Regions from separate parts of the Danio rerio genome. Here region 2 is linked to region 1. A link is a contact called in public Hi-C data. All regions are on one chromosome and are shown on one strand. The core of a region is the stretch at or near the end of the contact, and the rest is flanking DNA. Distances in the headings are between cores, read along the strand shown. Region 1 overlaps magi3a (membrane associated guanylate kinase, WW and PDZ domain containing 3a). Region 2 overlaps magi3a (membrane associated guanylate kinase, WW and PDZ domain containing 3a).

Evidence for each region. A called contact is a pair of places that touch in the nucleus more often than the background predicts.
Region 2: a contact with region 1 is called in a Hi-C map of an unstated tissue, with 1.6 times the contacts expected there. The contact joins two enhancer-like sites. A contact is called at or near these places in 1 of 18 Hi-C or Micro-C datasets (an unstated tissue) and 1 of 4 datasets of contacts at active chromatin or transcription factors (caudal fin).

Annotation. Positions count from the first base shown.
Region 1 is chr23:29,184,527-29,188,999 of GRCz12tu, reverse strand. The region is part of intron 9 of magi3a (membrane associated guanylate kinase, WW and PDZ domain containing 3a); the gene reads left to right. Among named protein-coding and RNA genes, the nearest start is that of rsbn1, 48 kb to the right of the region's middle. Within about 2 kb of position 2,034, at least 6 of the 62 cell types and tissues checked have an H3K27ac peak or open chromatin away from gene starts, as enhancers often do.
Region 2 is chr23:29,364,896-29,369,368 of GRCz12tu, reverse strand. All of the region lies in intron 1 of magi3a (membrane associated guanylate kinase, WW and PDZ domain containing 3a), which reads left to right. Among named protein-coding and RNA genes, the nearest start is that of magi3a, 40 kb to the left of the region's middle. Within about 2 kb of position 2,103, at least 7 of the 62 cell types and tissues checked have an H3K27ac peak or open chromatin away from gene starts, as enhancers often do.

The DNA of each region.
Region 1 (4,473 bases), core at 785-3,284:
AGACCCCAAGAATCGTTTTTCTTTTTTTCTGTGATTTCCTACATCCTTTGGGTAAAAAAAATATGATACAATTTAGAGTTTTTACATTTTGTTTTTATTTTTAGTTTTACAGCATGTCCACTTTTGTGGACCACAGGACCACTTAAGTTCAAAACAACTGCCACTCAGACAACAAAACTGTACAGGATATGGCTGAAAAGGGATAAAAATCCTATATTCATGCAACGATAACAAAACAAAAGACATTTTTTTCCTTTTGTATTGAAATTCTTAAAACAGTTTAGTCTGAAAGAGAGCCAAACTCAAAAAAAGAAGTGATTTAACTTAAGAAGAAATTTAACATAAAGGTGATTTAAAACTGATTGTCATTCTTTAATTGTCTCTAATTCTCTAATTGTCTGATTGTCATACTCTAAATCAGAGTCTCCCTCAACTATTTTATAAAGAATCCTCTCTGCCTCAGTTCTGCCTCCTACAACATGCAGTCATTAATTAAATTAAGATGGTCCTGATGTCCACTGTAGTGGACGTTTAAAAAAGGATGATATTTTGAAACACAAACAAGTTAACAGCTTTGAAAGCTAAATGTATTGTTCCTGACACTTTAATAAACAATTACACATGTAATAATAATAATAATAGTAGTACAATACCATTTAAAAAGCTAAATTTTACTCTTTCCTTCCTAAAATGTGCTTTTTTGTACGTCCGCCATTTTTGATGCAGTGTGAGAAGTGGTTCCTACCATGCCAGCCAATCAAATGTCATGTCACTAGAAACCCCAGGATGCCCTCTGAACAGTACAACCGGACTTGACAGAGTAGCTCAAAAAATTCAAAGTACATTGATGAAAACGCAATGTCCATTGCAGAGGACACAAGTCAAATGTCACAAGTCAAAAATTCATAATTTATTTACTATTATCTTATTCAAAACTTGAGTTTCTTTCGTCTCTTGAACACAAAAGAATATATTTTGAAGCATAACGAATCTGTAAACATTGACTTCCATAGTATTTGTTTTTCCTGGTATGTAAGACAATGGTTACACTCTTTCAACATTCTTCAGAATATCTTATTTTGTGTTCATCAGAATAAAGAAACTCATAAAGGTTTGAAACCACTTGTGGGAAAGTTAATATTGGGCACATTTTCATTTTTGGATGAACTATCCCTTTAACGAATAATCAAATTGATTTCCTAGTTTATTATTATTATAATATATTGTAATTTATTATTAAAAGTATTGAGGACTAGTTTATCCAAAATAAGAATTATGTTATTAATTACTCTCTCTATGTCTTTCCAGTTGCTTGAGAACACAAATTAAGATACTTTAGATGAAATCTGAGAGCTCTCTGGCCTCCATAAACGGCAGAGAAGTTCAGAACTTTAACTAAAACATTCTGTGGGACTTCATTGGTTTAACCATAATCAAACTAAAGCCAGAGAACATTTTTTTGTGTTAAAAATAAATGTAAACATGGCTCATTCACCAATGTCTAATGTTTATGCATTAAAGCTTGCTCCTGCATTCTCGTCAAGGTGTGCATTTACTACAGGCAATATCACGTATAGCTATTAGAGTCTGTAGTGCTACATTCAAGCATCATATTGTACATAGCAAATATGAGAAAGCTCTGGAATTTCATTTAAAATAACCTAATTTGTGTTCTAAAAATGAATGAAGCATTTTATAATGACATAAGTAATAAAATATTGCTTTTTGGGTTTGACTATGTTTTTAATAACCTTAAAAATATGAATGAATCTGAATATATACTCTGAAAATTGCTTTTTTCTTACTTTATATTATTCAGGTTTTCTTATGCAATATTCATCAGATAGCCAGTAAGAAATAATATAGCTTTTTCATAAACATAACATCTAATTTCACCCATAAGATTGTCTTGACTTACAGTAGAAAGCTATGATGCTCCTGAAAGAATCTTTGGCAGATGGTGTGCCGGTATTACAGTATGAGCAGCAGGATGACTCAGGTAGAACAATCGCTTTCAAGAAGTGAAGCGCGCCTGGACGGATGCCATTGATTGTTCCAGAGTACAAAAGCATACAGGAATCCCCCCACCGTCCTCTGCACTGATCAATAGACACATTCACCATTAGATAGACAGACTAGACTGCACCGACTGAGCGGATCATTGACTTGAGCTGGAGTAATGGATCTGTGGCCACTGGCTCTTTATCACTGAATATCATACTCGTTCGCTTTCCCCAGAGTATAACAGAAGGAGCCAAGACTCGAAATGAACAGTTTAAACACAGTGGCAGGATCTGTGTTTGAGCTGAAACCGATCCCAGATCACAGTCAGCTGCACAGTGTCCACATGCACAACAGCCTTCAAAAACACCACGCGTAATAAAATCTTATTAGAAACTGATTTAGAAGAGTCCGCTGAGATGGAAACTATACTTAAACATAAACAACGCTCTTTATATGAAGTGCATTAGCATGATGATAAGCTAAAGCTAATGCCATAGCTCTTAAGTTGTGTAGACTACTAGATAGTTCACCCAAAAATGAACTTGTTCCGAAGCAGTTTGATGCAGTTTGAGTTTCTTTCTGGTTGAACATGTAGGAATGTATACTGAAAAATGCTGGGAAAATACTCTCGTAGTATTTTTTGTTGCTACTATGGATGACAATAGTTGTTTTTTTTTTTTTTCCATAAATATTTTTTGGAAATATTTTGTTTTGGGTTCAATTAATAGTTGTTTTGGATTAACTATCTGGTTAAGGATGCAGTGCTGCTTTAGATTGTCCAGAAGTAGGTATATATAAGAAAATCCACTGCAACTGCTTTTTTGCTGTTTAATGAATTGTTAAACACAATATTCCAATAAGCACAAATTTAACACAAATTTAGGTAACACTTTACAATAAGGTTCATTAGTTAATGCATTTACTAACATGAACTAATCATGAACAACACATGTACAGCATTTATTAATCATAATTGAACATTTAATAATGCATTATTAACATCCAAGTACAAACTTGTTAACATTAGTTAATGCACCATGAGTTAACATGAACTAACAATGAACTACTGTATTTTCATTAACTAACGTTAACTAGCATGAACAAATACAAGAGTAAATGTATTGTTCATTGTTTGTTCATGTTAGTAAATGCATTAATTAACATTAACTAATGAACCTTATTGGAAAGTGTGACCCAAATTAAATTGTTAATTTAAACACATTGCGTTTCATATTTATATTTGTAATTTATGCTCAAAACAGTCCCGATTTATGAAACTGATTAATTTTTTTCTTTGCCATGGTGACAGTAAATAATATTTGAATAGATATTTTTCAAGACACCACTTCTATACAGCTTAAAGTGACAAATGAAAAAAATATATAGCTTAAAGTAGCTAATTGTATTGTTCTTAAAATTCATATATATACATTTTTATTAAAAACAGTTTTTTTTCTAGCCGAAATAAAACAATAAATATTATCAGACATACTGTGAAAATTTCTTTGCTCTGTTAAACATCAATTGGGAAAATTTTTAAAAAGAAAATAAATTCAAATGGGGAGGCTAGTAATTCTGACTTCATTACTAGTATTTATATATATATAAATATATAAAATATATATATATATATATATATATATATATATATATATATATATATATATATATATATATATATTAATATAATATATTATAATATATTATATATAAATATATATATATATATATATATATATATATATATATATATATATATATATATATATATATATATATATATATATATATATATATATATATAAAAGGGGTTTAGAGACAAATTAAACTACTGTTAGTCAATTACTTTTGTCTGGAAACTTAAGTACTAAACCTGCAAACATAACAATAAAAAAATAATAAAAGTTTGAAAAAAAATGACAATTTGAAATCACTTAGCAAAATTGCTAAAACTAAAATATAAGATTATGAAAATGAAAGCTAATTTGAAATATTTCTAAATGTTATAATAGTGTGTAAATCGAGTGAAAAGTGTTCCAAAAATTTAAGTTCCTACTCAATGAAGAACAAATTTAGTATTGTCTTGTGCTCTGTACACATAACTAGGCCCACATGAAATGCACATGCAATAAAACGCAGATTTCTATTATTTACTTGTGTAAATATGTGTACATTTCTATTTATTTAGTTTTTAAATCAATTTCAGTACTATTATTGACTAATATGAAAATGTTCATTGGATTTATTCGCAATACTGTTTATAAATTAATACATTCTGTATTTAGTAGATATATTTTATGAGAGATAAATTTTGTTTACCAAATAAGTGGATCTAGATGGATTTGTATTGTAAACATTAAAAAGGTTTTAATTTTTATTTCATATATTAAGTTTTTAGTTGCGATACTCCCAAAATCATTCCGCATAAATCTGAATTTTTACAAAATTCTGCACAGAAATAGCTAAAAG
Region 2 (4,473 bases), core at 854-3,353, 180 kb before region 1:
CAATCCCATAATGCATTGCATTGATGGGTGTTCACTCAACATACACTCCACAGCTAGAGAAAACCTATATTAAATGTGCTGATCATTCAACGTCTTACCCGAAGATGTTGCCTAACCTCATCCATTTATTCATCCATTTTCATTCATTCATTTTCTTTTCGGCTTAGTCCCTTTATTAATCTGGGATCATCACAGCGGAATGAACTGCCAACTTATCCTGCATATGTTTTACGCAGCGGATGCCCTTCCAGCTGCAACCCATCAATAGGAAACATCCATACACACTTGTTCACACACATACACTACGGCCAATTTAGCTTACTCAACTCACCTACAGTACATGTCTTTGGACTTGTGGGGGAAACCGAAGCACCCAGAGATAACCCATGCCAACTGACCCAGCCAAGGCTCTAACCAGAGACCTTCTTGCTGTGAGGCGATACCCACTGCGCCACCGTGCAGCCCTTATATCCATTTACTAAACCATTATATCATACAGGTATACATTTCCATTTAGTTATATATTAAATTAAATGCTTGAATATATATATATATATATATATATATATATATATATATATATATATATATATATATATATATATATATATATATATATACATATATATATATATATATATATATATATATATATATATATATATATATATATATATATATAGTTTGCTTAAAAGAGTTAAGATAACTATTTTCATTGCTACTTGAACTGACAGTTGCATCAAGCATAAATCCTGCAATAGAGTGTTTAGGAAAGGCTGTACACTGTACCTGTTAAAATTTGCTTAATAGTTTTCATTCACTCCTTAATGTACTGTAGGTAGGCAATGAGGGTATATAGGGGACAATTTTGCAATTGCATAGCCAAAAGTGACAAAAAAACAAAAAAAAAACAAGGGAAAAACTTTTCCATCTATGACATGTAAACATATCCTCAGGCCACAAAGGATCATAGAATCTGAGATATATCTTTTCTTACATATTGTCACACATTCATGGCTAAAATTGGCAAATTTGTGAATTGTATGGAGGCAATTGTTAGGAAAGGACAGGGTTTGTGTGAACAAAATGCTTGGAGAAGTCCAGGTATGTCACCAGAGAAAGTCATTTCACCAGAATTTAAAATGTATTAGGGAAAATTTAAGCCATATGCCAGGATGCATCTTTCACAACAAGATCAATAACATGCATTTAGAAAATAGATTTTCATTTCATGCTGATTTCAAACATCATTAGGTGTCATTTTAGCACATTTCAAACACTGCAAGCTTTATAACCAAGAAAGATTTCTTGTGTTTCAGAACACACTCGTTAGAAAAGCTCTCTCTGGTTCTGACTTCATTTGACTCCTTCCATGATTCCCAATTCATGCTAAAAAGCTCAGTTTTTCCCCCTCATTAAATTTCTTGTTTTCCCTGATAGTATGAGTTGTGCTAGTGAATTGGGCTGCAAGCTGAGGTTCACATCAGTGTGATTCTCTGCTTAATTGGAGAGCAACAGAATGGGTTCAGTTTTTGGGGAGGGGTCATTTTTAGGTCATATCAATGTTTACTTCATGAAAACAGTCCTTCCAGTTTGTCTGATTGATGAGAAATGACTCTAGCGGAAAACTAGCTGCTCCAGTTCGTGGGTTTCGGGGAGTAACTGTACATATTGTGTTTCCGCTTAAAGCCTGTATTTCCAGATCTCTCCACAGCCTCCAACAAAGCACCATCATTCGTTTACACCTGATTGAAGACGAGATAATTATTGTGTTTGTGGAGTTGGTTTTCCTTTTCGAAGATATTAACTCAACAATCAGTGTCTTTTGAAGAAATGTATCAACAATGAAGAAATGTTGCCTGTTGCATTTTTAGCTCACTTTGCAGGATGAAAACAAACAGTCATCTCGATTCACCCTAGACAGATGGGATGAGTTTGAAATGGACCTCACAGACGGTAACAAAACCTAGACACCTTGTTACCGGCAGCCTGACAGATCAGTAGTGAAACTGATCTCAGAGTCTGTGTGGATGTTCGTTCAAACCATCCAGGGCGTTGTTAACAGGTGGAAGCTCTGAAGGGAAGCTAATTAGTGTTCTTTGTGATTCCCCTTAGCATGGCGCCATTACCTGGCTTTGAAACCAGCCTGACTGGAGGCAAAGGCACATCAGCAAAGCACAAAACCTGCAGAATGCCTTGAACTCACAGTCAGCTGGTCGTGACTTTTGGACATTAGGGTTTTAAAGATGCTTGCAGATCAAGGCTTTTTATTTGTCACTAGAATGTTTCAATATCTCTCTCATTAGTTTCTACACAAAGTAGGGTTTTAATTATTAACTAGAGGTTGCCGTGTGAAAACATTTAAACAGAAGCACTTATAAAAGAGTTTTAATTTGAGTTTGTAAATGAAGCATGTGGACTTGATGACAATTACCTGCATTCGCTGTTTGAATCCGATGTCTCTCTTCGTTTATTCTACCTGTGGTGTTTCATTTATATTTAATGCGTCTCGCCGTGTCTAGCAACCCTATCATTTTTCGAGCACAATGACTCATTTTACTACCTACCCTGCTGTTGCAGCTTGGGCTTGTGAAAAATGACTTGTGAATGGTTCCCACTGTTTATTGTGCTGTCGTTTTCATCCCAGGGGAACTCAATGAAGTGGGTTATCTCTTTGTCAAGGATGCATGGATAGACAAATGCCTGGCATTCATTAGCAGCTGCCTAAGCTATATTTACCTCTCCTAAAGACAATGTGCAAATGTCTACAGCATGTGTCGTGAGCCTTTAAAAAAGCACATCATGCTTTTGAAGGATGGTATTTGTGTTTGCGCATGTTAAAGGTGTTACAAGCTGTGAACGATGAGGACGATTTGAGCAGTTGTAGCTCTTCAGATAAGGGTCATTTTCTTTGAACAGTTTGAAAGATAGACACTTAAAGATTTTCTGATGAAAACAAAATTGAAAAGTGTATTAAGTTACGAGGTTCCTCTTTGACCTAATAAAATGAAATTGGATTGGGATTGAATTGCTTGGCAAAGTGACTCTAAAAGTCTAAATAATAATCTCTAATACTGATTGATTAAAGCAAATGGTTCTCATTTGCTCTTCATCAAAGGCTCTTCAAGACTTAATGAGATGGCAACAGGTGAAATAATTGTTTAAATTTGACACGTGTAGGCCAAATATTGAGGTTGAATCTTTGTGTAAATGAAGACAATTAGGCAAAACGCATAAAGTTGGTCAGGTTTTTTTGATGGTCTGTATGTTGAATATAAGTCACATTGCATCTACATGCCAACTAATTCTCATTAGATTCTAAGTAGACTGTTAGGTTGGGGTTAGCCTGTGTAATGTAAGGGTTAGTTTAGTTGACATGTACTTGTTAATTTTCCTATAGTCTGTTGAAGGAGCAGTATCAACAGATATTAAGCAGACAGTCTACTAATACTCAAATGGACCATCAAAATAAAGTGTTACCAAAAAGTTTCCCATTATTGGCTTTGGCATGACCCCACAGATTAAACCATGCCACTGTGAATACATTTAAATGGACACCAATGATCCGATTTTAATACAATTAAGACAATAATTTAATCTGATTAGGGTCATAATCAAACTAAACAGAAATTGGATTAAGACATGTGGAGTATACACCTTAATCTAACTATTGCTAAAGCACATTTTCAGCCCAAGTATGATACTTAGGTGGAGATCTCTCCTTACCTAAGGGAATAAATTAAGGATGCTCCATGTAATACCCTTAAACACACCTCTTTTAACCATTAAGTGTGTCATGGCCATAAGCAGCTTTACAGAAAATAATATAACACAAACATAAAAATTGTTAGGAAAAATTTCAAACAATGCAATTAGGAAAAATTACAAATGACAAAAAAAAAAATAATAATAAATAAATAAAATAAATTAACATGTCTCATTCAAGAAAAAGTTTGGAATGCATATTTGATGCGTAAGAAGTTAAAATGCACACCTAAAAATCCATTACTTTTTTACTAAAATGAAATATGCCTATAAACTACTGTTTATTGCAACAAGTTGTATTATAAACTGTTCATAAACAAAATGGTAGACTAATAAAATAATTGCGCCAATAAACTGTAAAAACAAGTCGCACCGCATCTGTTTATATTTTAGCTGTTGCGACGCAAGCTTATTGATCACTCATGCCCCTCAAGTAGTGTATCATTTACCTTCTCACATGCTGTGGCTGCTGTAGGGTGTGCATAATATCGAGTACGGGACTGCACGTGTCTTCTTACCAATTGAGTCATTGCATGTGATTAAAATTTTTATTTTTTTATCATTATTATTATTTTTATTGCAACAACAAATTACAAAAGCAGGCAATTACAACATATAGAAATACAAATAGATAGAGGTATAGTACAAGTAATACAAATATAACTTTTTTTGCAACAAGAGAAATGTGACAGTTTCAAAGAAATACAA